Regions from separate parts of the Sus scrofa genome. Here region 2 is linked to region 1. Evidence: chromatin contacts called from public Hi-C data. All regions are on one chromosome and are shown on one strand. Each heading gives the region's core, a stretch centred on a gene start, on an enhancer-like site or on the middle of the called end of the contact. The rest is flanking DNA. Distances are from core to core; before and after follow the strand shown.

Region 1 (7,165 bases), core at 3,205-5,704:
TGGGGGCCCATCCTCCCAAATTGGAAAGTGCATTTAGGAATACATATAATACATGGCTCAGCAGTAACAAATCTGACTAGCATCCATGAGGAGGCGGGTTCCATCCCTAGACCCACTCAGTGGGTTAAGGATCTGTTGCTGTGAGGTGTGGTACAGGTCACAGACATGGCTTGAATCCCACATTGCTGTGGCTGTGATACAGGTTGGCAGCTACAGTTCCAATTTGACCTCAGCCTGGAAACTTTCATATGCTATGGGTACAGCCCTTAAAAAAAAAAAAAAATTATGATTCTGATTTGCTCTTGCAAAGTTAATTGATTGAGGAAAGAAGGTGACATAGGGTAGGAATTGCTTTCAGGGAACTGATATAAAGGCCAAATATAAAGTAAAACATTTATATATGAGACATAATGACACATACCAAATTGTGAACAGTGGTTATCTCTCAAGGGCAATGTGTGGTGGTGCTGGTGGTGTGTGCCAGGGGTGATCTGAAAAGGGACTTTCATTTTTTAACTCCATTTTTTTTTTTTTTTTCTTCACTGCAACCATGGCACGTGCGAGTTCCTGGAGCAGAGACAGAACTCATGCCACAGAAACGATCCAAGCCACTGCACTGACAATGACAGATCTTTATTAACCTGATGTGCCACAAGGAAGCTCCCTTAACTTCATATTAATGGCACAGAGCAAGTAAGTTCTAATTTTTGGTAGCATTAAGTCTTGTGTAATGTAATTGCTCATACTTGTGTAAAGACTCATTTTAGTTTACTCTGTCCTCTTCCCTAACAGCTATACCTTTCCTTTCTTTCTTCCCTCAAATAAAAACCTACTCTGAAGAAAGAAAAATCGCTAAACTCCTGAATTTTATATATTAACCAGTGAAGAGTAGACCAAAAGTAAAATACTTCAAATGAATTGTAGGCAGATGCCTTTCTAATTTCATTTATTTTATTTTTTTGTCTTTCTAAGAGCTACACTCGCAGCATATGGAGGTTCCCAGACCAGGGGTCGAATTGGGGGTGTAGCAGCAGGCCTACACCACAGCCACGGCAACTCAGGATCAGAGCAGCATCTGCAACCTACACCACAGCTCGTGGCAACGCCAGATCCTTAACCCACTGAGCAAAGCCAGGGATCGAACCTGCGTCCTCATGGATACCACTCAGATTCGTTTCCACTAAGCGACAACGGAAACTCCCCTAATTTCCTAACTCACATGTTTAAAAGAGACCCTGGTTCTAAGGTAAGAACTGGCTTGCATTTAAATTCTATGATTCCAATGAAATCTATCTAATTGACCAGATTCCTTTGGCAAAAGTTTTATGAATAGTCAGAGGTTACTTAAAAAGGCAAAACACACCCAAAGAGATTTGGGAGAAAATAAAAGTCTGTATATATTGACATAGTAAGAGATTAAGAGCTCCTAGACATGTTGGTAAGAAAAAAAGCAAGTTGCAAAAAACACATGCATAGTAAGACACAATTTATGTAAAAATTTTAAATGCACAAAATTATGTATTTTTATAGGTAAATATATATGTATATAAATGCACAGAGAAAAGGTGATTGAAGAGTATATACTACAGAGTTATAGTTACCATTTGGGAGGAGGTACCCAAATACCACCATTGTCTGTTTATCAATGTTATCACACTTTATCCCTGCTATCTCTCACCTTTCTCTCATTGCTCTACACAAGTTCAAATTTAAGGAAATCATATTATTTTCTTCTTGAGTATGTAATAATGAAGAGATGATACAGCTGCCAGAAGTATCAAAATCAAAATAAGAACTCGTACAGTGGGGAGAAAGAAGACCATTTTAGTTAGCAGGCCTATCTTTTGGCTTTAATGTAATGCATTTGGAAATATGTGCAGTCTCCTGAAGACCAGATGCTTTAAGGATACGATTCTTTCTGGGTGTGGCAGGTAATAACTCCATGTTCATTATCTACTGTAGAGAAAATGTTGCAGTAGAAAAGTTAACACTCAAAAGCACACTCAGCTTCCTCAGAAAAGAGATTATATATAAATCCCAAGTAGCACAAGCAATACTAAAGGTCCACCAAATGTAAGTGATATTTGTTTAAAAGCAAAGCATTTTTTTTTTTTTGGTCTTTTCTAGGGATGCCCCCACGGCACATGGAGATTCCCAGGCTAGGGGCTGAATTGGAGCTGTAGCCGCCGGCCTACGCCACAGCCACAGCAACGCCAGATCTGAGACACATCTGCAACCTACACCACAGCTCACGGCAATGCTGGATCCTTAACCCACTGATCGAGGCCAGGGATTGAACCCACAACCTCATGGTTCCTAGTTGGATTGGTTAACCACTGAGCCACGACAGGAACTCCCGCAGAGCATTTCTGCTTAAAATTGGAAACTCCTAAGAATATTTCTTAGTTTTTTTCATTATATATGATTAATACTAAAATACTTATATTTAGGAAAGTTTGCTCAGAATTGTGATTAGTTTGTTTTCTTGGGAAACAAGAAAAGCCATCAAAGTTGGACGTATGTGTAGCATTAATTCTAGTCCACGACACCAAATATATTAATCTGTTTTAGTCAATTAAAAATTACAGAACAGCAGCTTACTAGAATCAATGTCTATTATGAAACCAAGTAAATGTATACATTCAATGAATCCCAACTTTTAATTATTCAAATCTAGGTAAAATGTATTTTGTAATTTAGAAAAGAATACTTTCTATTCAGTCTTTACAGCTTTAAAAATTATTAAGGCCCTTGCTGATCACTACTAGCTATACCCTTTTCTAGAAGATCTTAACATTTTAAATGGTCACAAATTAAGTAACCCCCTCCTTGCTATGCTATCTATAAAGAAAACTGTGCAAACTATAATGGCAAACAAGTAGCAAAATAAAGTTCAAAAGTCAAAGGCACTGATCAAACGCTTTTAGAGTAGTAAGCAGTAAATATAAAGATAAGTTATATTATCTGAAGATAGTATAAGATCAATGATAGACTCCTGGTACCATTTATAATATAGAAAATTGCAAATTATGTATTAAAAGAAATAAACAGTACAACAATTCATTTTTTTTAATGTTCTAAATATTTGGCACAATGCGTAACTTGCCTCATTTAGAAACTATGTGATAAAAGTAATGTGGTTTTCAAAATGATTTTAAACTGTCAACTGTCAGGTTGTAGAATTTCATATCTATCTGACTTTCATTCTACTCCTTACTACCCTCCTTCCCTAGACCCCAAATCTTATTTTTTCTTACTAAAAAATCTAAAAATGAAACATCGTTCTAATGTTAACTAATCACTAATAATACATAGCTAATGTATTTTTTAAAATATTTCAATTTAGCTGTAACAGCCATAGCTTAAGGCTACTTTCAAGAGATAACCCAAAACAAAGCAAATTCAAACAATCTTACTTCATACAATAACATGATGCTTGTTTCTTGTCAGATTACTGTTTACCCCAAAATTGTTGCAATACACATTTTTAAAAACAATGACCTTCCTCTATAATCACAATGCAAAAGAAGCAGAATACTCATCATCATTACAGAAACAATGATTGCATACTTTAAATATTCAGAGACCTTTATAATGACTATTCTAAACCAATTTTTAATTATATATACTGAGTACACACTTACTAGATAAAAAATATACTGGTTCTACCTACCCACTATTTTTAATACACAACACAGTAACTTGTGTCTTCTTCCTAACAGCACAATCATAAGGACAGGAACACAAAAAAACATATTAGAGAAGTAAACAAAGTATCAGAAAAACGTCCTCAGCCTTGGTTTATCATCTCTTTATCTTTCCTTTGTACACATGCTGCAACTGGTTGGTCCTCTTTCATTACCCTTTCACTCTATTCCTCCCTAAGGACTTTTTGGGCTTCAGAGCAAGGACAGATATATACTGTATTATCTACTGTTGCTACTGAATTAGCTTAAATTACAGGTTAAAAAAAAGAAGACTGAAATGCTAGAGGTTAAAGATACACAGAAACCAAGGGAGAGTAAAGGAGAAAAAAATATGGAGAGTGGCTATACCCCACCAATAATTATCTGGCACTTCTGAAGCAGGAGTTTCTATCTGGACTTTATATCACTAATATAGGGTCAAAAATTCAGCGTACAACTCTCCGATTATCAGGCTTTATGACTTTATTTTTTTGGAATAAAGCTCAATTTCATCGCATTAGTTTTATAAACATACTTCATTCCAGTGGAGAAGGGCTTATTTTCCATCTACAAATGTCAAGCCTTTCATTACCATCACCGAAAGAATCAAGAGGGCAAAAACAATTTTTCCTATATGTGTACTCATGATTCCCTCTGCCTCCCTCTACCCCCTGCATAAATAGTAATTTCAAAGGAAACCAAGAAACTACATAGAGTACAGTCATCTCATAGAAGAAGACAGTTTTAGCTTATCTTCCTGAGGACTTGTCCCACCCTACCCTCCCTTACCACACACAACAGAGAAGCAGTGTGTTGAGTTTGGCAAGGACGATAACTGAAGAAGGCAAAATGAGGAAGTATGGAATACTTAATACTAAGTTAAAATTCTAGCATCACATCAAGGTGTTGATCTATTCAACTTTAACCCATCTGGGAAAGTTTCTTCTTTATTAACTATGACCTCTTCATATCCTCTTAATTGCTCATGCTAGTAACTTTATTGCATACTTCTGCTTCTTACAAAAAGGAAACCCAGGGACATTCCATTTTATCTTAGACATAACATTTACTGGTTTTCCAAGCATGACAGAAATGGAAAAATATATGTATTAGAACAAGAACAATTTATGTTAATTTCCACAATTTGTGTTCCTTCAGTGAGCAGTGCCTGATTCTATTAAAATTAACAAATTTAAGTTCAGTCCTATGCTTACTTAGGAAAAAAAAAAAAAAAAAAAAAAAAACCTAGTGAGAAACTAATTTACAAAGTATACAAGAATATAATTTTATAATAAATCTTTCCAGTGTTCGCTATAACTGCATTACATGAAATGTGTCCCTTCAAAGAAACTTAGAAGGATAGCTCTTATAAAATGAAACAAAAATTTCTGTGTTCATCTCTGGCAAGCAATGAACAAAAACAGCTTGCTCACAAAAGATCTACAAGTGCTTCCTCGGGAGCAGAAACTACCACCAACATGCTGTATGAATGAGTCTTGGTGAGTGGCTACTACCTGGGACTTCTTCTAACTTTCTTCTCACACCAGTGAATCCATCTCATATAAAGCCTAAGAGAAAACTAAAGCCGTTGCAGAAGTGAAACTCAGCATGCTCCGCTCAAATACTTCTAAGGTAACCATTCTAAAGCAAAATCAGAAGTCATCTCTTATCCCAAAAAACAAAAACAAAAAAACAAAAGAACAAAAACCCCAACAAAAGAACAACAAAAAAAATCCAAACCAAAAGGCAAATGCTGTTGTTCAATCATCAGATGGATTTACAGAGGCAAAAAATGTGACAACAGCAATAATTCAAGTAAAGTATATGAGAAAATTTAAACACGCCACTTTTAAGTTAAGACAAAAGTGAAGGGGAACTATAATTTTTATATCAGAGTCAAAAAGCTTAGGCATTATCACCAAATGTTAATTCACTTTACAGTCATCAATGAGACTACCGTATATATTTTTGCACCTTGCGCTTGTAAAAGCAGATAAAATATTTAATATGTAGTTTACAATGTATTTTACCAGCTCAGCATACAGGATGTATATAGATTATATCAAAGTAGTAGACAGTTAAGGGCCTGTGCAAACCCTGCAAAAATAGTACTTCAGGTATCTGCTAATTAAAAAAAAAATGAAAACAAAAAGTTTGCTGTTTAGAAGTGATACAATTCAAACTACCACAAAATACAAAGGGCTGCAAAAATGTATACCATTCCAACAACATATATAAGTTATTAAATAAAGATCTGATTTAAAAGAATATAAATGAAGACTTTAAGTAGGTCTTTTCTACATGCATATTATTCCTTATTAAAGAAAAAAAATATGTAAAAAGGCCATTGGTAATTGCTTTGTTAACATTTGTAGAAAATGCCAATTCTCTGGTCACAAACTCCACTAAGTTTAGCACTTAAGGTCTCTGCAGTGTTATAAACATAATTTAAAATACTGTTAATCCTATAATTCCATTGGTAAAATAATGTGACTTGGAATATGGCAGTCTTCATGTTGAGGGCAATGATCCACAGTTTGTTTAATTTCTTAGGGGTCAACAGTTATCCAGAAGAACAGCACCCTCCGCCACCGCTCTGGGCTTGAGGTTCATCATCAATAATCTGCACACCTCGCCTTGTAGCTCCTGGTTGACTGGAGCCATTGCCTTTTGCCCTCTCATCCACTTGTGCTGTTTCTATCATCCCTAAGAGAGGGAGAAAGCAGAAATTATTTAGGATCACAATCTGAGTTTTCCCTTTCTACAATTTCAGTATACCACCATGATAGCTACTGATGACTTTCAACCAACAAGGAAACTAAATAAAAATAATAGCAATGGTGTTTGTCCAGTTGTAAAATGGCCACCGTGACATCAATAGAGAAAAGAAGTTTTTGATTTGAACCAATGAATGTACAGAAGTATCATCCTGAAGCTTTTCCCATCCTGAAGCTTTTCCAAGTACACTTAGAAATTTGTCAAAGAAGTTAAAATTGTTCCAAATACAAACGATATTTAGGGTACTTGCATCACGTTATCCTTCAACAAATAATGTGAAAGTTTTAAGCAAATAATATCTGAAAGAATGAAACAGTTTAAGAGGAAGAAACAAAGCTGAAGGACTCACACTATCTGATTTAAAGATACAGCAGAAAGTTGCTCTAATGATGACAGTGAGATACTGGTAAAAGGAGAAATACAGAGACATTGGAACAAAGTCCAAAAATAAACCCCCAGATATATGGTTACTTGATTATTAACATATGTGCCAAGTTTATTCAATGAAAACAAAGTATTCTTTTCAAGAAATAGTACTGGAGGAGTTCCCATCATGGCTCAGTGGAAAAGAATCTGATTAGGATCCATGAGCATGCAGGTTCAATCCAGAGCCTCAATCAGTGGGTTAAAGTTCCGTGTTGCCATGAGCTTCGGTGTAGGTCGCAGACGTGGCTTGGATCTGGCATGGCTGTGGCAAGGCC
Region 2 (7,165 bases), core at 3,241-5,740, 100 kb before region 1:
ATACATCTAAATGTAAGCATTTATACAAGTATATTGCGCGTGCTTTTTTTAAAGTAATACACTCGTGATGATTAATTTTGTGTGTCAACCTGAATGGGCCACAAGATGTCCAGATATCTGGTTAAACATTATCTCTGGGAGTATCTGTGAAGGTGTTTATAGAAGACATTAGCATTTGAATTGGTGAACTGATTAAAGCAGATGGCCCTCAACAACATAAGTGGGCATCATCCAATCCACTGAAGGCCTGAATAGAATTAAAAAGATGGAAGAAGACTGAATTTGCTCTCTGCGTGGTTGGCTGAGCTGAGACACCAATCTATTGCCCTCAATGTTCCTCTTTCCCAGGCCTTAAAACTCAGGAAGGAGTAGCATCAACATCAAAAGCTCTCCTGCTATCAGGCCTTTAAACTACACCACCAGGAGTTCCCATCACGGCTCAGTGGAAACAAATCTGACTAGCATCCATGAGGATGCAGGTTCGATCCCTGGCCTCGCTCAGCGGGTTAAAGATCCGGCATTGCCATGAGCTGTGGTGTAGGTCACAGAGGCATCTCAGATCCCATGTTGCTGTGGCTGTGGTGCAGGCTGGCAGCTGTAGGTAGCTCTGATTTGACCCCTAGCCTGGGAACCTCCATATGCAGCAGTATGGCCCTGGAAAAAAAAAAAAAATAAACTACACCACCAGCTTTCTTGAGTCTCCAGCTTCTAGATGGAGACTGTGAGCCTTCTCAGTCTTCATATTCATGTAAGCCAATGTCTTATAAGAAATCTCCTTTTCTTTCTTTACTTCCTTCCCTAATAAAAACACTTTTCAGAAAAGAATAAGTTAGAAGGAAGACTAAATTGTTATTGTCAGAACTTTCCTACATGACAATGACAGTGAAAGCAATGACAAATATAAAGGCTAAGCCAATTAAAGCATGAAGGAAATTTGATGTAAATGCAACAAAGTGGGAGTTCCCGTCGTGGCGCAGTGGTTAACGAATCCAACTAGGAACCATGAGGTTGCGGGTTCGATCCCTGCCCTTGCTCAGTGGGTTAACAATCCAGCGTTGCCGTGAGCTGTGGTGTAGGTTGCAGACGTGGCTCGGATCCCGAGTTGCTGTGGCTCTGGCGTAGGCCGGAGGCTACAGCTCCGATTAGACCCCTAGCCTGGGAACCTCCATATGCCACGGGAGCGGCCCAAGAAACAGCAAAGAGACAAAAAAAAAAAAAAAAAAAGAAAAAAAACAAAGTGCAAAAGAGTACCACTTTATTGGGTCTGACTACATATGGCCTATAACAGAAATATTTCAAAAAGACTATTCAAGATCTACAAAGTATCTTTCCTCTGGGGGAGGAGTAGGAGAAGTGCTTTATCATAAAGGTATAATGAATAAAAATTTATAAGAAGCTAAGTTAATCCTTTAAGTCTTTAGCTTTCATTTGGGATCACTACCATATTTCTTCTGTAAGTTTTAGCTGAAGCAAGTAATCAAATTAATCTTCATATTCTGGTTGCTTTCAATCTATTTTATTTTATACATGATGTTCTTTGGGGTATATCATGAGTTGGCCTGGAATTAATGTACAAATTCCTTTTGATTAAAGAAAGATTAAAGGTGAATAAATTAGCATTCAGTGACACCCAGATTCTGCAGCAGTGCTGACTAATGTACATCTTAATCAGGACTACTACAATTTCTGAAGTAGTTCCCCCAAATTACTTACATAGCAAATCTGCTTCAGTGGGGAGGTGTGAGAAATGAACTCCTTATCATCCTACTTAGTGTACACATTCTTACAGGGAAATGAAAATTTTAATCTCTATATAGGTCAACTTTCCAGGTTAACTGAAGCTTATACAGTTATTAGTGTTATTAAAGTATCGAATTTCAAAAAAATTAAGAGTTTGAAATCAATTTTTTAACTAAACACTCTCCTGCCATCCTGCCTTCTTACATACAGTATCGTGAGTATAATTTAACCCTTTATTGTTTATTCAGAATCATGATTATGAACATACACTGTTAAAAAAAAAAAAACACTGAAACATCTTAGGTATCATGTATTATTAGCACTATCTAAAAATTATTCTTCCTCGGAGTTCCCGTCGTGGCGCAGTGGTTAACGAATCTGACTTGGAACCATGAGGTTGCGGGTTCAGTCCCTGCCCTTGCTCAGTGGGTTAACGATCCGGTGTTGCCCTGAGCTGTGGTGTAGGTTGCAGACGCGCTCGGATCCCGAGTTGCTGTGGCTCTGGCGTAGGCCGGAGGCTACAGCTCCGATTCGACCCCTAGCCTGGGAACCTCCATATGCCGCGGGAGCGGCCCTAGAAATGGCAAAAAGACCAAAAAAAAAAAAAAAAAAAATTCTTCCTTGAGTTGCTCTGTCTGCTTTCAGTAATTTTTGTCTTCTGTCTGCTTTTGATCTTCTTCCTCACTATTGAGACTATACTCACTGCAAATATACCTATCCCTCATCTATGGGCTAAGCCAAAACCTCAGTATGATAGGCTCACCTATAACAGTAAAATTACAGCTCAGGTTACTTTGCTATTAGTAAAAAGCAAAAAATTTGGTCCACTGCTTTATGAAAACTACCTTGACTTCTCACAAGGACAGAGTTCTTAATAAAAACCTTGGGTATGTTTCAAATAACTTAAGTATTTGACCAGAAAGAATGTGGGATTAATACAGACAAATGAAATTAGCAATTTATCCAATTAGCTGACCTGGGACTATGCCCTGAAAAAAAACTGAGCATTCAGGAACTCCTGAGAATATGCATTAACTCCTATCTCAAAATTACCACCTAAGAGCACAGGACCCTAGGACAACAGTCCTATTCCCTACAGTGGTAACAGAAACTAAAATGGCAGTGGGCAGGGTGCTAAATGTGTAGAGTTAAGAATGCCAACCTGAAATAAAGACTTGAATCTCTACCCCCAGTGCAATATTCACTACTGTGCAACTCTGAGTCACCTTCTAAATCAGTATAACCTTACTACTCATAAAGTAGGGATTACTTCCCCAACTTCTTCAAAAGGCAGCTAAAAGAATAAAATTGAAATCATGGAGTTCCTGTCGTGGCGCAGTGGTTAACGAATCTGACTAGGAACCATGAGGTTGCGGGTTCGATCCCTGCCCTTGCTCAGTGGGTTAACGATCCGGTGTTGCCGTGAGCTGTGGTGTAGGTTGCAGACGCGGCTCGGATCCTGAGTTGCTGTGGCTCTGGAATAGGCTGGCAGCTACAGCTCCGATTCAACCCCTAGCCTGGGAAACTCCATATGCCGCAGGAGCAGCCCAAGAAATAGCAAAAAGGCAAAAAAAAAAAAAAAGAATAAAACTGAAATCAAAATCAAGGATGACAGCACTCTGTAACCTGAGAAGCAATGTTTCCAATGATCCAATTTGAGGTTCACTATGGATGTGATAGACAAGACTGGCTACATTTCACCTTTTAGAGAGAAATCTGTAATATTCAACCACCAGCACCAAAGAGGCTGGTGCCTCAGGACCCACAGAAGAGTTTATATCTTCCCTAACTTACACATAAAAGCCAAGAGGGGGAGCTCCCGTCATGGTTCATGGGTTAAGAACCCAACATAGTGTCCATGAGGATGCAGGTTCACTCGCCTCTTTCAGCAGGTTAAGGATCCAGTGTTGCCTTAAGCTATGGCATGGGTCACAGATGTGGCTGAGATCTGTAGCTGAGATTGAAGCTGCAGCTCCAATTCAACCCTTAGCCTAGGAACTTCCATATGCCACAGGTGCAGCTGAAAAAAAAAAAAAAGAAGCCAAGAAAAATTCACATAGATACAATAAAGAAAATGCACACATATTCAAGGTTCATTTGAGTTTAATATCACAAATACCCAATTACCTTCTTCAAAAGGTGTCTCAAGCTCTATTAAGGTAATCTGGAAAACATGTACTTTCACTATCCTCTAGTTGGGAGTCACTAACATCAGTAGAAACTTTTCCATTTTTTTTTTCCCATTCTTTATCTTTATTTAAAAGTTGAAGATTAGGGAATTTATTGATCCTTTAAAGAAACAACTCAAGTTCTCTAGTCCCTTAAAAATATCAGTTCCTTAGGTTTTCCATCTCTTAGCATAACGTCCCCATGCAATTCCCCACTCCCACCTCCAGCTCCAATCTTTCCAATTCATTCTTGGAAGAAAATAGATTAACCAAGAAAAAAGAGTAAAGTTCTATATGCCTTAGATAGTGTACTGGTTGTCTATGATATAAAATCAGTATTTTTCTTCACAAGGGAGAAAGCATATATCAAAAAAAAAGGTTCCCAACCTTTCTCAGTTCACAGTATTCTTAATGGGTCAGTAATTTTTTTCCAAAGTGCTCCTAAGCTCGAAAAAATTACTACCATTCTCATTTATTAAACAGATCCAAACAACTTAATAAATATTTATGTCCTATGAACTTAGCACCTGTTGGGCACAACACTACTTTTCAAACTGGTATTATCTCAAATCCAGCTGGATACCACCTCCTCATCTATTTTCACACAGTATTTGCTTATCACCACAAGGCCAAACACTCTGCTTTGCAAAGATATAATTTCATCAGAAGGAATTTGGTAATCTAATGTTGAAACCCTGAATTACTTCAGGGCAGTTAGAGCAGGATGCTACAGATGTCTCTCTCTTTCCCTCAAATATTTTAAATATCCCACAGTGTCTCCATGAGTTGGCTGCAACAACCCACTGTCCTTGGTGCACAATTTGAGAACAAGAGAGCCTTTTAAGTTTCCATTCCCTGTGGAAAAACCCCTATAAAAACTAAGCCACAGAGCTATCACGTATGTCTAACAGGTTAATAAATTTAAATAAATACATATACACATATATAATATCTTTAAATTAGGATATTAGAAGAGAACTCACCTAAATCAAAATCATACATACAGTATGTCATCAAAATGTCATGAAGCAAAATCAATCCTGGATTATCTTGGCCTTCATAAAACTTGTTTGTTCGATCTGTTCTGTTAACATCTTTTTCTAAGGAAGAAAATCATCACATATTTGAAAACCTCAGATTTTTATAAAGTTCATATTTCACAAGTAAAAAATTATTTTTCTTGCTATTAATTTTATACTCTTGCCAAACTTTTACTTAATGAAAATATTCACCAAATTTCACTTTCAGATATGTAATAGAGCAGCATTTTAGAATATTTTTCCAAAGTCAGTCCACCTCCTCTTGGATGTATTTTTAAATATTTTTTTCAATTTTTACCTAAACATAGAAATACTTTAATAGTAGGAAATACTTTTTTCTTTTTAGGGCCGCACCTGCAGCATATGGAGGTTCCCAGGCTAGGGGTCGAATCGGAGCTACAGCTACCAGCCTACACTACAGCCACAGCTATGCTAGATCCAAGCCGCGTCCACGACCTAAACCACAGCTCATGACAATGCTGGATCCTTAACCCACTGAGTGAGGCCAGGGATCGGACTGGCAACCTCATGGTTCCTAATCCTATTCGTTTCCGCTGCTCCATGACGGGAACTCCAGGAATACTTTTCATTAATTAAAACCAAGAGTAAGCAATAAAATGCTAGTCATGAATGCATATGATGGGCAGTAATATTTGAAAACAGTAATGAAAAAGCTACTATGCAATCAACCACAATCAGAGAGATTTGTTTTGTTCATAAGTGCTTCATTCACTATGAGAAGTATTATCAACTTCTTTGTCATGTTCCATAATCATCTCTAGGACAAATTACTTCCATATTCTCATACATACATTATTCAGTTTCCATATAATTATAAGCAATTTATTTTAATTTTGAAAACATAAAAAAACACATTTTCCTGGAAATTTTATGACATTAGAAACAGATTTGAAAACATCACAGAAGTGTATCCCAAGTTGTACTGAAAATTCAGTTCACAAACACTGATACCCACTAGATGCATCTTGTGGTGAAAGACTTTACAACTAAAAAGGCATTCCCCAAACTTGAAACCCTCAGTAAATTAGGAAGAAATAATTTAAAGAAATTCAAAGCAATTAACTTACTCTGTAACAATTTTCTTTAAAAGTTATAACTGAACTCTCCCCCTACCCCTGCCCCATTAAATTGAATAACTTGAAAACATTCTCAATAATTGTTGTGAAGGAATGAGGATACTTTATAACAAGACAGAATCTAACAAAGGATGACACAAATTTAGATTCTGTAAGGGCATTTAAAAAACCGTAAGGACAATATCCCAGCTTTCTGTTAAAATATACTACATTTGACCCTATAAATATAAGCATATATCTATAGAACTGTGGATACATTTTTCGAATATGGAAAAGCAATACCCCCCAAAAATCATGCCATAAGTATCAAATTTCATTTAAAAAAATCAAAATGTTTCATTCTCACATCACAGTTGATAAAGAGGTACATTTATTAACTCAAGCACAATTTACACTGCCCTAACACTAATACAGAATATCTGCTTTAACAGGTGTTTTAAACAGAGTGAAAAGTTATTTGTATCCTTGAACTTTCCTCTTGTATAGATATTTGGTTATGGCATGCTAGGTAGAAAACAAAGAGATCAAAAATTATATAAGAGGAGCTTCCATTGTGACTCAGTGGTAATAAACCCGACTAGTATTAATGAGGACTTGGGTTTGATCCCCAGCCCCACTCAGTGGGTTAAGGATCTGGCGTTGCTATGAGCTGTGGTTTAGGTCGCAGACACAGCTCGGATCTGGCGTTGCTGTGGCTGTGGTGTAAGCCAGCAGCTGCAGCTCCAATTCAACACCTAGCCTAGGGACTTTCATGTACTATGGGCTGCACCCCCCCCAAAAGATACGAAAGTATTTCTAGAAACTTTTTCTAGAAAGAAAATAACTCTATATACTAACAATGAAAAAGCAGAAAAGGAAATCAGGGAAGCAATCCCGTTTACCATTGCATCCAAAAGAATAAAATACCTAGGAGTAAACCTACCTAAAGAAACAAAAGACCTATACTCTGAAAACTACAAGCCACTGATGAAAGAAATCAAAGATGACACAGATAGATGGAAAGACATACCATGCTCGTGGATTGGAAGAGTTAATATTATCAAAATGACTATACTACCTAAGGCAATCTACAGATTCAATGCAATCCCTATCAAATTACCAAGGACATTTTTCACAGAAC

What was found. Hi-C and Micro-C count contacts between places; a contact is called where the count stands out from the background.
Region 2: a contact with region 1 is called in a Hi-C map of fetal liver, with 1.9 times the contacts expected there. The contact joins two enhancer-like sites.

The regions. Positions count from the first base shown.
Region 1 is chr5:35,784,645-35,791,809 of Sscrofa11.1, reverse strand. It overlaps RAB21 (ras-related protein Rab-21), which reads right to left. Exons shown (of 7, transcript XM_003481659.4): 7 at 3,056-6,392. The coding sequence ends at 6,250. Among named protein-coding and RNA genes, the nearest start is that of RAB21, 31 kb to the right of the region's middle. Within about 2 kb of position 4,454, at least 1 of the 83 cell types and tissues checked has an H3K27ac peak or open chromatin away from gene starts, as enhancers often do. A contact at or near this core is called in fetal liver, where this site is marked.
Region 2 is chr5:35,886,761-35,893,925 of Sscrofa11.1, reverse strand. It overlaps TBC1D15 (TBC1 domain family member 15), which reads right to left. Exons shown (of 18, transcript XM_003355517.4): 12 at 4,892-5,008. Among named protein-coding and RNA genes, the nearest start is that of TPH2, 27 kb to the left of the region's middle. Within about 2 kb of position 4,490, at least 1 of the 83 cell types and tissues checked has an H3K27ac peak or open chromatin away from gene starts, as enhancers often do. A contact at or near this core is called in fetal liver, where this site is marked.